Regions from separate parts of the Xenopus laevis genome. Here region 2 is linked to region 1. The links are chromatin contacts, called in public Hi-C maps. All regions are on one chromosome and are shown on one strand. Each heading gives the region's core, a stretch centred on a gene start, on an enhancer-like site or on the middle of the called end of the contact. The rest is flanking DNA. Distances are from core to core; before and after follow the strand shown. Region 1 holds the start of LOC108699276 (matrix metalloproteinase-18-like). Region 2 has its middle 44 kb from the start of LOC108699279.

Region 1 (4,256 bases), core at 840-3,339:
CAAAGTGGGCTATTATTGTTTGATAGGATCCAGAATGATTGGAAAATATGAGGTTCACTGTTTCTGCCATTAAGAGTGCAACTGTTATCTTGAACAAGTTAATTACCATAATAGCATAATGCATTTATTGGCACCCTATGGTTCAACCAAACAGTGAAGAGAGGTGTTATAAAACAAGAGTATGAACCTTTTGGTGTCTGTATATCAATATTGGCACATGAGAAGAGCTGGTGTGTTGTCCGGTTTTAATTGTCACCCGTTGCATAATTAGAGGCCCATGTGAAACCAGAGCTGGGCCTATTCCTTATGAACCCCCCAGTTCATTATCAGCACAGCTGCCAGAGCCTGGGCCTACCTGTCAACCCCCCAACCCGATATCAGCACTGCTGTTTCCTAATCCAAGACCCTCTATCAGACCATATCTTCTAATTCTAACCCCACATGCATTATTGCATTCTGGAGGACAAAGACCAACACACACACCAGCAGGGCAATGCAGGATCAGCCTGTCTTCTACCTTGTGGAGTAAATGGTGGCTCTTTCAGGGAGGAGAAATGAGATTGCTATCATAACACTCTGGGTGTGAGAAAGGCAAATGGGTATATGCTGACTCAGTGTGTTAATCTGGCTCATGGTGCCGAGATGTTCTACCTTCAATATGGGGTTCTGCTGACACCTATTGGTTTTAAACATGGAAATGTTTCCATGGATGAAAGTTTCATAATGTGAAGACATGAGGATGAAATTCACGGTTTGACTAATCGGATCCTTTTAGCAATGCTCATATATCTCACCCATTTCCCTCCTGCACCCCAAAGGCTGTCGTTTCTATGGTTCTCCCCATCTCTTTTCTCATTCTATTCTTCTCCTTTATGGATTTGTCAGGTTCTCAGAACTTCTCATATATATCATGAAAAACTGTTTAAATCAATACATGACCAGGTCCAAAGATCAATATTTTAAGGTATTGCACATCCTGACTGATCCTTTTTTTCTGATATCTGGGACTGGAGATCTTTATAGATAGATATAGAGCTGGATTTAAGAGGCATTACCTTACAAGTCACCTCTGATCATACATTGAAAGACCAAATCATTTCTGATACTTTCAGTCGGTCTTCATTGTCTTACATTTTTGTGTTTTTGAGTTAGCTTTTTTCCAAGTAGCTCACAAGTTTGGCATTTCAGCATCTATCTGGTTCCTAGATAAAAAATAATTATACAGTGCTACCCCAATGTCTATTTTTATATTGCTCTATAGGTACTTAGTGAACCAGACTTTCCTATCTTCTCCCTGCAGCTGCCAGAATGTGGGACTATTAATTCTGATGCTGGAATTCCTGGAATCTGGAGAAGTGATTGGATCTAATTAGGGCCATTTATCTGCTGCTGCTCCTTCTCAAAAAGGCTCATCACAGGCGGCGGGTGACAGGCCTTATTCTGCTCAGGGTCCATCCACCGGACCCTTCTGGTGACGTCAGTGATGGGCAGGTCGAGGGTGCGTTATGGTCAGATATGGTTTTGATGTTTCCGTACATCACTAGTAGACTGTAGTCTTCCAACTCCCATAAACCTTTATCACTTTGGCTCAGGACATGTCTTCCATTGCACTTTGCACTTTAATCTACAATCATTGCCCCAGGGGTTTCCTGTGATGCTCTAAACAAGTGCAAATTCTCTCTGCCCTTCTTTAAAACCAGCCCTGCTTAGTACTCAGAGGACTTTGATTGCATTTGGCTTAGGCACTTTACATCAAATACAGCGAGCCGCATGGGTCAACTTCCTTTAGTGGTGTAACGTTTGGGTCCCAGGCCTCCTTGCAAAATTGTTTTCTGGGACCCACACCGCAGTCGAAAAAACATGGGCAACCAGCCACACACAAAACAAAAATCACAAGTGACCCATGATTTCATGTATGTGGTGGGTCACCTGTGAACCCCCTCCACCCATGGGCCCCCTAAACAGAAGCAGCAGAGGGTTGTGCATGTATTTTAGCCCATTCAGTATAGTGTCTGCTTTATCTTAGGATAAAGCAGGAGGTAAGGGGTCATTATCCCATGGAATTCTATCTTTCTTGCTGAAATAACAAGGCCTGTTTGAACAGGTTTAATGGATAGCTAGAAGAGCTCAGTGTCCTACTGGGAGTAACGAGGTACAGTCACAGAGCAGGAGCACGATGGCCAGAAGACGTGTCCCTTTAGCTTTAGTTTGGACAGTTTGGCTGATTATTTTGCCACTAGGATCCACTAGACCAATTGAAGAAGAATCTGATAGTGTGGAATTTAGAGCTACCCCTTCCCCAGAGGTCAACGTCCCCCCAAATTTGGAACCCCGTGGCACAAAACCAGAAGGACCAGTCCAGATAGACACAGAACAATTTAAGTTGGCAGCGGTAAGTGCTCTTAACATTAAACATGTGCCACTTCTCTACTCAGACTTTTCCTTTTCTTGGGCGGATACTCATTACTCCCTCCTATTGCAGCACACAAGCTATTTGCCCCCATTGACTTGTCATATTATTTGTGTTTCTGCCAAACTCAGTGAGGAAACTGCAGGGCAGGTGACCAATTACTGCCATTGCGACTGAGCCCCCTGCTACTCCAGGTCCCCCAAAGGGAAGGTGGGGAACCACTGCATTAATAATACGAATATGGTCACTGTCTAACGTAAGCAATGTACTGGCACAGCACCCCCTGTCTTACAGAGGAAGAAAACAAAGTGAATTGCAAGTATATTAGGAAATACAGGTTTTGGTTTTCTGTTCTACACAGACCTTTAAGCAAATGACCGGCTAAAACACCCTTGGTATTAAAGCAGATGATTAAACATTCATAAATGTTTATATATATTTTGGATTTTGTACATGATATGGGATTGCCGAGAGCAAGTAGTTCCCCTCTCTTCTCTACCTGAGGCAGCTTGTACTCCATGTTATATGGAGTATATGTTATAAAACGTTTGTTTTGTTACCCTGTTCAGGCTTTAGCTCAGGCATTAATGGTGGTGTTATTTTGGGTACCATTAGGCTTAAGGACCCCATACAAGACCAATAAAAGCTGCTAACAGACTGAGTCGGCAGCTTATTGGCCCATGTGTGGGGCCATCCGACAGGCGTCCAAGATCGATATCTGGCCGAAAGTCAAACAGGGTAAAAAATCCTGTTGGATCACGGCCGCATCTGTTCGTTGATGTGTTCCCACGATCCAACCACCTGTATCGCCTCCATTGGGCCCACAATCAGATCAGCCCGATATCGCCCACCTCAATATGGCGACATCTCCAAACGAATGGATCTCCCAGTGTATGGCCACCTTTACATTTCATTGTATACGTTCATTGGGGTTGTTTGGTTTTCTCTGCCTCAGCCAAGCTTCCCTATCATTCTTATGTCTATATGCAGAGTAGGACTGGACAATTGGGGGCCCACCAGGTTCTAATCCACCGGGGCCCTCGCAGCGCATTCGATGTGAATTCGCGAACGCCAATGCGTGGTGCGCATGTATGAACGGTGGCGCGTATGTGCGCATGCGTGAACGCTACTCTGCCCCGCAATTTGTTTTTTTTTATGGGGCCAGCTGAACAGGGAGCGGTGTCCTGCCGGGCCAGTCCGACCCTGTCTATATGTAAAGATTTTATCATTTGGGCTGTTTTCCAAGTGAGTGGATCTATACCTGATCTGAGCCTTGGCCCCTTGCTAATAATATGCCAATAGTTGTGGGACCTCAGCCAATGGGATTTTCTCTCCATCTAATCAATATTGATCAATATACAATATAACAACTAATATCTCATGTGTGACGAGGATGGAATCACCAGACCTTTCCATGATTTTGACCATCTTTGTTGGTACAAAACCCCTTATCAGTTCTCAGGCATATAATTCCTGTAATTGAATGGCAAACCTTGCATTAGTGCTGAAGATGCCTAGTATGGCCATGGATCTTGTCGTGTTGTCGTTGCCAGATGTGTATTAATTATATGTACGGGTGTATTTATGTATTTTCTGGAAAGAAATACAGGCAAGAGATCCGTTATCCGGAAACCCGTTATACAGAAAGCCCTGAATTACGGAAAGGCTGTCTTCCATAGACTCAATTTTATCCAAAAAATCCAAATCAAGTGATTTCCTTTTTCTCTGTAATAATAAAACAGTAGCTTTTACTTGATCCAAACTAAGATATAATTAATCCTTATTGGAGGCAAAACCAGCCTATTGGGTTTATTTACTGTTTACATGATTTTCTAGTAGACATAAG
Region 2 (4,256 bases), core at 760-3,259, 140 kb before region 1:
GTGAGTGCTAAGGCAGTACAGCACAGCCACCCCAGTCTACCCCAGACATGGCAGCTAGTGGCGCCCTCTCCTACCTCTGCCTCAGGCCATTTCCCTGTAAAAGTAATTACTATAATTAGTAATTATTTTTCCATTATACCAAGACTACAACATGCTCTTGTCAATAAGAAAATACATTTCCATTGTAAAAGATAAAGTCAGATCCATAAAGCTTTCTGTGGGAGAGTACCTTATCTCATGGAAAGCCCCTGGACACTATCGTGATCATTATGAACATTTTCTTCTTGCATTACATTAATACAAACAATTAGCACACTGCTTGGATTCGCCTGCATACAGGTATCGAATGTTTTATTCTTTACCCCATCTTGAGTCCAAAACTTAAGGTGGCCATACACGGGCAGATAAAGCTGCCGATATCAGTTGTTTAGACCAATTTGACAGCTTATCTGCCCGTGTATGGGGGCTTCCGACAGGTCTTCCCGATTGATATCTGGCCACCATATCGATCGGGAAGGTTTGATTTTTACCCGACCGACCCATCAGAGCCCCACCATACGGCCGAATGTTCGAATTACCCCCGATATAGCCATGCCGTTAGTGGCATATCGGGGAAAGATCCGCTCGTTTGGCGATGTTGCCAAACGAGCAGATCTTTGAGTCTATGGCCAGCTTTACTCATTCTTATCTTTCTCATAGCTGGGAATAAATAAAAATAACAAGCGGAACCTGGAAAAGATGTCATGATTTAGGGCTCTTACAGACGAGCGTTTTTATCTGCGCACCCCTGCGTTCCGGATTCATGTGTTCAGCCGCAGGGGTGCGCAGGAGTAGACACACTGAATTATTTTCAATGTCGCTGTACTCACACAGACGCATGTAAGTGCCGAACGCAGGTCAAATGCAACATGCTGCATCCCAACCTGTGTTCGCCGCTTACATGCGCTTGTGTGAGTACAGCGACATTGAAAAGAATTCAGTGCGTCTACTCCTGCGCACCCCTGCGGCTGAACACATGAAACCGGAACGCAGGGGAGCGCAGCTAAAAAGGCTCGTCAGTAAGAGCCCTTGATGCTCTGTTCCAGAAAGGGAGACAGGTGTCCCCTGACCAAGGCTCACCAGGAAAAATTCCTTATTGGGCAGGTCAGTCCTGTAAGGCAGTAATGGAAATGCAACTACTGCAAGATAGCTTGCAATGGAAGCATTTAGAAATCTTTATGCCATGTTTTTTCAGATGATTAATTGATAATAGATTTACATAGATTTTATATATATATATATATATATATATATATAAAATTTCATTTATATATATTATATATAGCTATAATTTCTAAGTCGTGGAGGATATTGCATTGCAGTGTACATTGGGAAAATGCAGGCATTCAAATGAAAGCTAGCTCTAACTCAGACTAATAATCACGCAGTTGTAAGATCTTCCACCAGGTGGCATTACTCAAGCTGTGGAAAAACTAGAGACGTAGAACATAGGAAGAAAATCAGTGAGTGCACATTATTATTATTATTGTCATTTTTCATGTATTTATAAAGCGCTAACATATTCTGCAGAAGTGTATAACTATTGGGTGTATACACTGAACATGCAGACTACCTACAAAAATACAACCAATAACTAATATAAGAGGTAAAGAGAGTCCTGCTCAATAGAGTTTACAATCTAAAAATATTTACCATGGGTTATTGTTTTCCTCTCACTCCTGTCATACTTACAGACCCGGATTTGTGGAAAGGCCACCAGGACCCAGGCCTAGGGCGGCAGGATTTTAGGGGGCGGCATGCTGCCCAACCACACCCACATGGTTTCAGAAACACTGAGGATGGGCAGGAGATAAAATAGTTTTTTTAATTTCCTATGCACCAATCCCATTGCTCCGGTCAAGACAATGGAAATTTGAGTGAATAAAAGGGAGAGGACACGGGCGGCGAACGTCAGAGAGCCTAGGGGTGTCTGGTATATAAATCCGGCCCTGCATACTAAACATATCCAGGTCAGGCAAGGAGATTAAGCAATTAGTTGCATGCTGCTTGCTACACTGGTTTGAGTGCAGCCTTGCTGTTTGTATCTAAAGGAAACTGCTAATTAACTATTCAGTTAGACTCAGGAATAGGAGATTCCTCGAGAAAAGCACCATCTAACTAGTTCAACTATAAAGGAGTAATAGCTCTGGGTGTTGCAAATATTATACCTGTGTAGCATCATCGGGTGGATGAAATTGGATGAATTGAAGTATCAGTGAAGTGATTGATTATTGTACTAACTGTGCAGTACCACCAAATATTATCCACAAATATTTTAATTATTTATTACAAAAAACAATGATTCCCAATGATTAAAGGATCGGTCCTGTGTGTGTCATACAGTGTGATTGACCCTTTGATACAGTTAAGGGCAATTATAGGAGTGATCAACGCTGCCCCCAACCTTCCTCTCTGGCCCCAGTAGAGTTGCCACCTGGCCGGTAAAAATGACGGTTGATTCCAATGTTATTAATAGGGAAAAAAGATAAATATATCGGAAGGCCAGTATTTTTTTCCAGAAAAGGTGGCAACCCTAGGCCCCAGACACGGCCCTGAAAGAGAAATGGGAGGGCAGGGAGGCCACAGGGGAGATGCAGTAAGAACGAGGCCCAGAGGGAACTTTTCAGCTGGAGGTGTCAGGGCCCTAGTCAGTTTCTAGGGATCAAGGAGTGGCACACCTTCAAAATAGCATTACGTATATGTCGCTAAACTCATTATAGAGCTACGGCGAGTAGCATTAGTGTTCTGGGTGATTAAGACCTAGGGGCAGATTCACACAAAGTGCGAAGTGGGCGAAGCTAGCGTCAATTCACCAGAAATCACATCTGCAGAGACATTGCCAATTCACTAACAGGCGTAGAGGACATTTCACTAGCGAACAAGACCGTCACTAGTGTTAATTCGCACCCTATCACCAGGCGACTTTGCTCTCTGGCGAACGGTCGTTACTCCGCAAGATACGAATTTTACTGAACGTTATCTCTTTCGCCAGAGTTTACTTCGCCACCTCAGACCAGGCGAACTGATAAAACAAAGCAACATCTTCCTCACTCTTATGTCAGTTACATCATACCCTGTATGACGGAAATTCATTACATTTGTAAAAAAAAAAAACGATGGCGACTTTTCTTTTTTTTAAAGCGAGATTGCCTGACTAATCTTTCATGGAGAGCCAAGACTTTAGAAAAGCTGGTTGAATTCTGCTTCTAACTGGGTCAGGTAATGCTTTCAATCGAATAATTTTATGCAGTGATCATACTGGCATGTCTGTGGTTAAGCTTTTTGTCCATTGATCTTCCTGCCTCGTATGGAATCAAGATGCTCATTACTGACATATATGAGATTCCTTTCTTACTGGCATGTCTGGGGTTAAAATGCTCATTGGCCATTTCTTACTGGCATGTCAGGGGGTAATATGCCCATTGGCCCTTTCTTACTGACATGTCTGGGATTAATATGGTCATTGTCCATTTCTTACTGACATGTCTGGGTTTAATATGCTAATTGGCCATTTCTTTCTGCTATGTCTGACATTAATGGCTATTATCCATTTCTGCAGTGATCGCACTGCAGAAATTGCATGTCTGGGTAATTATTGTTGACACCCCAAACTTTACTTTCACCTAGGGATGCACCGAATCCACTATTTTGGATTCGGCCGAACCCCAAATCCTTCGCAAAAGATTCGGGCAAATACCGAACCGAATCCGAATTTGCATATGCAAGTTAGGGATGGGAAGGGGAAGACATTTTTTACTTTCTTGTTTCGTGACAAAAAGTCACGAGATTTCCCTGCCCTCATTTGCATATGCAAATTCGGATTCGGTTCGGCCTGGCAGAAGGATTCGGGAAAATCCGAACCCTGCTAAAAAAGCTGACCGAATCCTGAATTCGATGCATCCCTACTTTCACCTTAGACCCCATATTTTGTAGAGACAGACCGGTTGTGCTTGTACATAGTGGGAATGTGGTGAGGGGTGGTGGTGGGAGTCACAGCAGCAGCAGATGTGCTTATGTGTTTTGTAGCCCCCTGAGGTGAGATTCTCTGGTGAGCCTCAGGTACCCAAATCCGACACTGAATAAGTATTTACCCAGAACCTCATCTTAACTTGCCAGGATGTCTGTGAGAATGTCTCATTGAACTCATCCTATCAAAATCTAAATGGGGGATGAATTTGAGCTCTGACAGCAAATTACTGCCTCCAGAAAACTTTTTT

Evidence for each region. Hi-C and Micro-C count contacts between places; a contact is called where the count stands out from the background.
Region 2: a contact with region 1 is called in a Hi-C map of the XL177 cell line, with 7 times the contacts expected there. The contact joins the enhancer-like site here to the promoter of LOC108699276 in region 1. A contact is called at or near these places in 2 of 4 Hi-C or Micro-C datasets (the XL177 cell line and the XTC cell line).

What each region holds. Positions count from the first base shown.
Region 1 is chr8L:109,326,369-109,330,624 of Xenopus_laevis_v10.1, reverse strand. It overlaps LOC108699276 (matrix metalloproteinase-18-like), which reads left to right and starts at 2,089. Exons shown (of 8, transcript XM_018231261.2): 1 at 2,089-2,392. The coding sequence starts at 2,177.
Region 2 is chr8L:109,471,139-109,475,394 of Xenopus_laevis_v10.1, reverse strand. No RefSeq gene overlaps it. Among protein-coding and RNA genes, the nearest start is that of LOC108699279, 44 kb to the left of the region's middle. Within about 2 kb of position 2,009, at least 1 of the 7 cell types and tissues checked has an H3K27ac peak or open chromatin away from gene starts, as enhancers often do.